Regions from separate parts of the Sus scrofa genome. Here region 2 is linked to region 1. A link is a contact called in public promoter capture Hi-C data. All regions are on one chromosome and are shown on one strand. The core of a region is the stretch at or near the end of the contact, and the rest is flanking DNA. Distances in the headings are between cores, read along the strand shown. Region 1 holds the start of NUP54 (nucleoporin p54). Region 2 holds the start of CCNI (cyclin-I).

Region 1 (3,315 bases), core at 231-2,730:
TGTCTTCTTCCCAAATTCCCACAACTGGGGAAGGACATTACAGTGGGCCCTGCTCTGCAAGCCAGGGACCAGGGACTCTTGCGGGACAGCTTCTTCTTCGCCTCTCCATACCCCATCAATCATCAAGTCCGCCTGCTCATCTCAGCCTCCGTTCCTGCTGTCCTCATCCATCAATCAGCCTTCTCACTAGGACCAAGGACCACTATTAGCATTATTTAATTTTTTTGTTAGGTAAACCATTTACATTTTCAAAAACTATAAGAGGTGTTTATACTGCAGAGTCTTCATCCATCTCCTTGCCACCCAATTCATCTTTTCAGAGGCAACCAAAGCTGGAGTTCCCGTCATGGCTCAGTGGTTAATGAATCCGACTAGGAACCATGAGGTTGCAGGGTTCCATCCCTGGCCTCTCTCAGTGAGTTAAGGATCCGGAGTTGCCGTGAGCTGTGGTGTAGGTCACAGACGTGGCTTGGATCTGGTGTTGCTGTGGCTCAGGTGTAGGCCAGCAGCAATAGCTCCGATTGGACCCCTAGCCTGGGAACCTCCATATGCCTCGGGTGCCACCTTAGAAAAGACAAAAAACAAAAACAGAGGCAACCACTGCTATTCATTTTTAAAATGTATCTTTCCAGGAATATTGTATATGAATGTGGGTAATTATATATTCAGGCCCTCCTTTTTTCCCAAATTGTAGAATACCATGTACTGTGCTCTAAATTGTGTTTGTATCATTTACTTTTAAGATCTTTCTTTTCTGTACCTGAAGAGCTTGAGTGTTCCCACTGCATAGCTGAATAGTATTCCTTTGTATGAATGCAACTATTTAAGCAAACTGAGGTTTGTTTCGAATCATTTGTTATAAAAAATGCTGGAACAGGTAACCTTGCAGGCCACTAATTTTGCCAAATCATTTACAAGATCAATTCCTAGAAACAGCATTGCTAGATCCAAGGACAACTATGATTTTGATAGACACAATGGTTTGTTTTTATTTTTATTAAAGTTATACAAGCATATAAATAGAAGAATCAAATAATTCTACAAAGTTTCTACTAAGAATTCTAAAACAAAACGAAACAGAAACACCCAAAGCTACTTGGATATCATTCTCAGAGGCACTTTTAGCCTGTTTTTTTTTTTTTTTTCCCACTACTACCCCACGGCTCTAAGTGACAAACAAGCTGTTTCGTGAGTTTTCAGTTTTGATAACCACTGACTCTCCACTGGGAAGAACGAGGATTTAGCTTTCTCTGCTACCCTGCCTTCATTGCACACTTGTAGTCAGCCTTTTGCGCATCTTCTCCAAGAGTCCTCGGGCCGCACGCCGGGGTGAGCTTTCCAGCGTGTCACGCTGGTTGTGACGCCCCACGCCGCGTGGAGCCGCCAGGTCCCGGAAGCTAGCCAGCCAGGGGCGTTCCCTCTCCATCCTCCGCCCCCTACGCTTTTCGAACGTTCCGGCCTCTTAGGCTGGGTCAGAAAGGGGCGGAACTCCGTACTCCTGGCGCGGTTTCCCTGCCGGATCGAAAAGCCAAGCGCACCAAGTGTCGCGGGAGCAGGCCCGCAGCAGCACCTTGGTCCCCTGCTCCCGCGACATGGCTTTCAACTTTGCGGCTCCCTCGGGCAGCTCAGGTACCGCTGCAGCCACCGCAGCCCCCGCGGGTGAGTCATTCCCCCCAGACCTTCTCCCGGGGAAAAGGGGAGGCCTTGGGTCCGAGACTCTTGAGCTTGGGGGAACCTGGGGTCTCCTGCCCGCGCGCAGATTTTAGGGGCTTTGGAAAAGGCAGGCGGCGGCCGAGCGGGCCGAGACGGCTCCTGAGGAGGCCACGCGGGGGATAGAGGCCCAGCTGGGAGCTCGCGTGCATCGGGTGGGTCCCCGCATGGCCCACCCCTTCTAGCGCTCGCTTCCCGCCACCGGGGAGACGGATTCCAAGAGGCTGGAGGCGGCTCCTCGCTCCCTTTGCCGGGCCCGCCCTCTCATCCCCTCCCCTTCCCGGGCTCCGGGACCGGCGGGCGCGCTCGGGTGCTTCCCGCTGCTGGGCGGCGAGGGTAGCGCTGGAGAACCTCCGGGCTGCTCTGCGGCTCCCTCGGCCCTGGCCCCTCTGGCTCTTGCTGCGGGACTGCACGTACCTGCTCCTTCTCCTGCCCCGCCTCCTCCGCTTTCTTAATTCGTTTGGAGCCAAGTCAGGGTTTGTCTTTGTTCACTCTGTGAAACCTCCTGCTGACTCTTCTAATCCTTATCTTGCTTTCTTTTCTTTTTCTTCTTCCTTCTTTCCCCTCTCCCCTTTTAAAATTTTCTTTGCCTACACGCCTATCAGGATTTGGTGGGCTTGAGACTGCCAACTCCACCGCCAGTGGGTTTAATTTTGGGGGTTTCGGATTAACTGCTAATCCTGCAGTGAACTTTAATATTGGGAATTTCGGTGTTTCTACTACTTCGGCGACTCCTTTCAATTTTGGTAACAGTCTGGCAAGTGCAGGTAGATATGCGGGCCGTCTGTGTAACGAATGTTGGGAGCTGGAGTCCAAGAATATTTTGTAGTTGCTAGAGTTTGGGAAAGAACAGTGACTTGTCTAATAAGGAAAGGAAATTAGTTTCCTAATGTCGATTTAAAAACATTTGTATCAAGTTTTGACTCTTAAAAAGATTTGATTTTGAGAAACCTTTCAAGTTATTATCTTCGTCTGTTAAATTTGCATTTAATTGAACAGACTGTACCTTCCAAGTGATAAGAATTTGGAGTACGTTATTATTGGGAATAGAATACATCTTCCAAATTATTAGATATCTCTTTTAAAGTATAAGATCAACAGTCAGACCCATTTTCCTGAAATTCTTGGACTTCTGCGGTCGTTTTTTTCTCCACTTTTCCTGCACCTTTCATTGGAATTTCATTTGATTGTCTTTGTGTTTCCTGAGAGAAACAAGTCTTATACGAACAGCAGCAACCTGTCTTGTTTTTTAACCTGTGTAACAATAATTATTTTTTTGGTCAACTAAGCAGATGAGGATACATTTCTATAAGATAATGTAATTATTGAAAGAACCTCCAAGTCTTAAGTGGATTTTTTGAGAAGTGATCAGAGAGTATCTTAATTTGTCAGATAACATTGAGTTCTAAAAGGTAGGCTAGACATCTTTGCACTCAAAAAGCTAATTATGAAGATTTTGGTAACTATATGGATTGTTTGAAGCTCATTGCAAATTGTGCAAAATACAAACTATTCTCTGTGTGTGTATATTTATTTATATACATAAATTTAAAACAGGTATGTGTACCTCGCCTACAGTGACCCTATAGAAAAAGTCTTGTTCCT
Region 2 (3,315 bases), core at 305-2,804, 890 kb before region 1:
GCTACATGAAGTGGAAAAAAAAGCAAAATATGACCCACTTAAAACCCTTCCTGGGCTTCCCTTCCCTATTCTGTTTTAGGGACCTGTCCCCTGCCCCTGGTCTCACTTCTCTCCCCCTGAATTCTCTGAGGACCTGCTATATAAACTTTCAGAGATTTTTACAATGTCTCAGCTCTAGAGCCTTTGCAAGGTTGTTTCCTCTTGTATATCACTCTTTCCCCACTTCTTTGCCCAGTGGTTTCAAGTCTCATCTTAAATGTCTCTTCCTCACAGAACTTCTCTGATATCCCTAACTAGACTGGGAGTAAATGTTTCCATAGCAGCCTGCATCTTAATACATTTGATACTGGTAATTGTTTATTCAGTCAGTAATCAAATATTGAAAACCTTTTACATGCAGGAATACTGGGTGAAATAAAACATGTAAGATCTCTGCCAACCTAGACCGTATATTCTAGGGAGAGAATACAATGTTCAAGTAAGCAGATCAATGTACTGGGTGATTTTACATAGTGATAATTAGCTCAAGGGTTACTTTTGGTGTTTGAATTGTAAACTCTAGGAAGGTAGAAGCCATTTCTTAGTTATTTAGTTGCTAGAGCTTAGCACCTGGTCTGGCTCTATGAATAAGCTCAAAACAAATTTAAGACTGCTAAAACAGGCATATAACAGAGATGGAAAACACAAACATGACAACTTCTGTAAAAGGTTGAGTTTGAGGGGTTTTTTTTTCTTACAAAACTTTCTGTAATTTTACATATTCTTTTAATAACCAAAATAATTAAAAGATGAGCAAATGGCCAAAAAAAAAAAAAAGTCCCATTTTGGCATTCCCTGGTGGCTCAGTGGGTTAAGGATTCGGAGTTGTCACTGCTGTGGCACAGGTTTGATTCCTGTCCAGTGAAGGAACCCCAAATAAAACACTTATGTCACCAGACAGTCTTTAAAGACCTGGTAATAAAACCTACTCTGAAATACTCAGCCGTGTCAGTTAAGTAGACAGAATTCCCTTGGCACGTTACCAAGAAGGTACCCATGGCTGCCAGCAGTATCATTTCGTTTTAAAAGAGGTGTTTACTATTTACCCCTTAACTTCCCGATTTCTAATGCGCTTTAGAATCTCCCTCCACCCACGACGTGGCAGCGGAAAAAACCCGCAATTCTATTTACACGTCAATTGCAAGAAGAGAACAAGGAACTTTTCGCGAGGGCAACAAAGAATGCATGATCCTTACACAACAGACGTCAACCTTTTCCCAATTAACCCTTTTACAAACCCTAGACAAAGATAGGCTGGATCAAAAACAAAAACACCCCAAAACCCCACAAAAAAAAACACCCCAAAAAACAAAGAAAAAAACCAGGTAGCGCTTCGCTCGGCCAGAAAAGCATCCACAGAACCCAACCCCCCCAAACGGAGCGCTCCGTCGCGTCTTTCTTCTTCGGCGCGCATGCGCAGATTGCTCTCCGGCCACCTCACGCCTCTTTCTAAGAGCCAAGGAGGCACTTACGTCACCGTGAGGTCGAAGAGGAGCCCTTCCGCTCCTCCACGGAAAATGAGTCCATGCACCTTTAGCTTTTCTTAGCCCACAAAAAGCCTTCCCTTCTCCCACCCCGGTGCCAACGACTTCTCCAGCCCATTTCCAACAGTCCAGCTTTTTTCCAGACCTCTCCGTGCTTTCGTTGGACGGAGAAGGCACAAGAGAGGAAAAAAAGGGGAAACCAATTCACTCTTGTTTACAAGGAGTGAGCAAGTCTAGGGATCGGTCCGCGAGGGCGGAGCCGAGGGAGCCGGCGCTTCTTCATCCTTTCCCCTCCCTCCCCTGCCTTCCCCGCGAGCGGACGCGGCAGCGCCTCTGTCTCGCTTTTTCTTATTTTCCCCCCCTTTTCCCCTTCCTTTTTTTTTTTTTTTTTTTTCTTTTTCCTCCCCTTCCCCCCTTTCACCATTTCCCCTCGGAGGTGCTTCCCCCGGGCAGGGGCAGAGCCGGTCTCACCCCCCGCCTCTCCCCGGCCCCCGCCGCCCTATGGCGAGAGGGAACCCCCTCCCCACCCGGGCACAAGCGGCGGTTGGAGGAGCGGGACCCGCGGCGGCGGCTTCAGGTCCGGGGGCGTCATGGAACTAATTCGCTGACCGACCCACCGGCCGCAGCCGTGCGTCCCGCTCGAGCGCCAGCGCCCTCCGGCCCAATTCCCCCTCTTCTCCCTCCTCAGTCGGCCCGGTCCTCGTCACGCGCGCCCCGCCGCCGCGCGCTGAGAAAAATGAGGTGGTAACGGGCCCCCGGATGACCCCGCGTCACCACTGTGAGGCCTACAGCTCTGCCGGGGAGGAGGAGGAGGAGGAGGAAGAGGAGGAGAAGGTGAGGGGGCGGGGGCGGGGGGCTCGACGCGTCCCCGCGACCCCTGTGCGCGCGCCTTCCCCTGTTCCGCGTCGCCGCGCTCCCCACCTCGCCACCCCAGAAACCTTTCGGACGCCCGCCTGGTCAACTCGGCCCCTTCCCAGTTTGGAAAGGGCTCCGCTGGTTTCCCCTTTCGGGCCTTTTTTTTGTGTGTCTGCAAGTAACTTTTTTGTAGCACCAGCAAATTGCCTACTAGTGAGAGTTCTAGGCTCCGGAGCCCGTGGGATGCACAAAGACGGGGACACACCCCCACCCTTAGACCTCGGTGCTCGGGCGGGAGTGAGGGGAAGATGCTTTATAGTGCAGAGCCGGGGGCAGGCCAGATGAATGGGGTGACCCGCCAGCGCGGCGGGAGCTTGTGGGAGAGGGACGTTACCTAGGGTTTGCGTGGGTTCGGGCATCTGGAGAGGTGAGCTTTGAGTTACACCCCGAAGGGCATAAGAACACTCCAAAATTGAAAAGAAGGCCCTCTGCCGAGCCAGGGGTTCCACTGCAGATCATTTTGGCAGGAGTTGAGAATTGAGTAGCAAAATAGTGGAAGGTATCTCTTCCGAGGGCGGATGGAATGTGAAGCTCTTTGAATGTCAGACCAAGGTATTCAGCTTTTATTCTGTCACTGGGAGCCATCAGCGTTTGAGCTGCAGCAGTGTGACATGATGATAACCCTTGGAGGGGCTCATCGGACAGGCATCATTCTGAGTGGCTTGCAACCTATTGAATCTTCACAAGAGCAGATAGTTGAGCGTTTTTACAGATGAGGGAAACTGAGGCTAGGCTTCATAAGATTGACTTTCCCATTAGGTGACTGCTGGAACCCAGTGGCCAGAATTCCAGCCCCAACAGCCTGACTATGCTATGTAGTGTCTGCTGAAATGAGAATAGCGTTAGCTGTCTCTAGCCATTCCAGGTCATTTGTGGC

What was found. Promoter capture Hi-C pulls out the DNA fragments that hold promoters and counts their contacts.
Region 2: a promoter capture Hi-C map of liver shows a contact between it and region 1, with 3 times the contacts expected there. The contact joins the promoter of CCNI here to the promoter of NUP54 in region 1. A contact is called at or near these places in 1 of 5 promoter capture datasets (liver) and 1 of 47 Hi-C or Micro-C datasets (embryonic fibroblasts).

What each region holds. Positions count from the first base shown.
Region 1 is chr8:71,831,345-71,834,659 of Sscrofa11.1, reverse strand. It overlaps NUP54 (nucleoporin p54), which reads left to right and starts at 1,480. Exons shown (of 12, transcript XM_003129118.6): 1 at 1,480-1,659. The coding sequence starts at 1,593.
Region 2 is chr8:72,717,546-72,720,860 of Sscrofa11.1, reverse strand. CCNI (cyclin-I) reads left to right here and starts at 1,554. Exons shown (of 7, transcript XM_003129097.6): 1 at 1,554-2,357.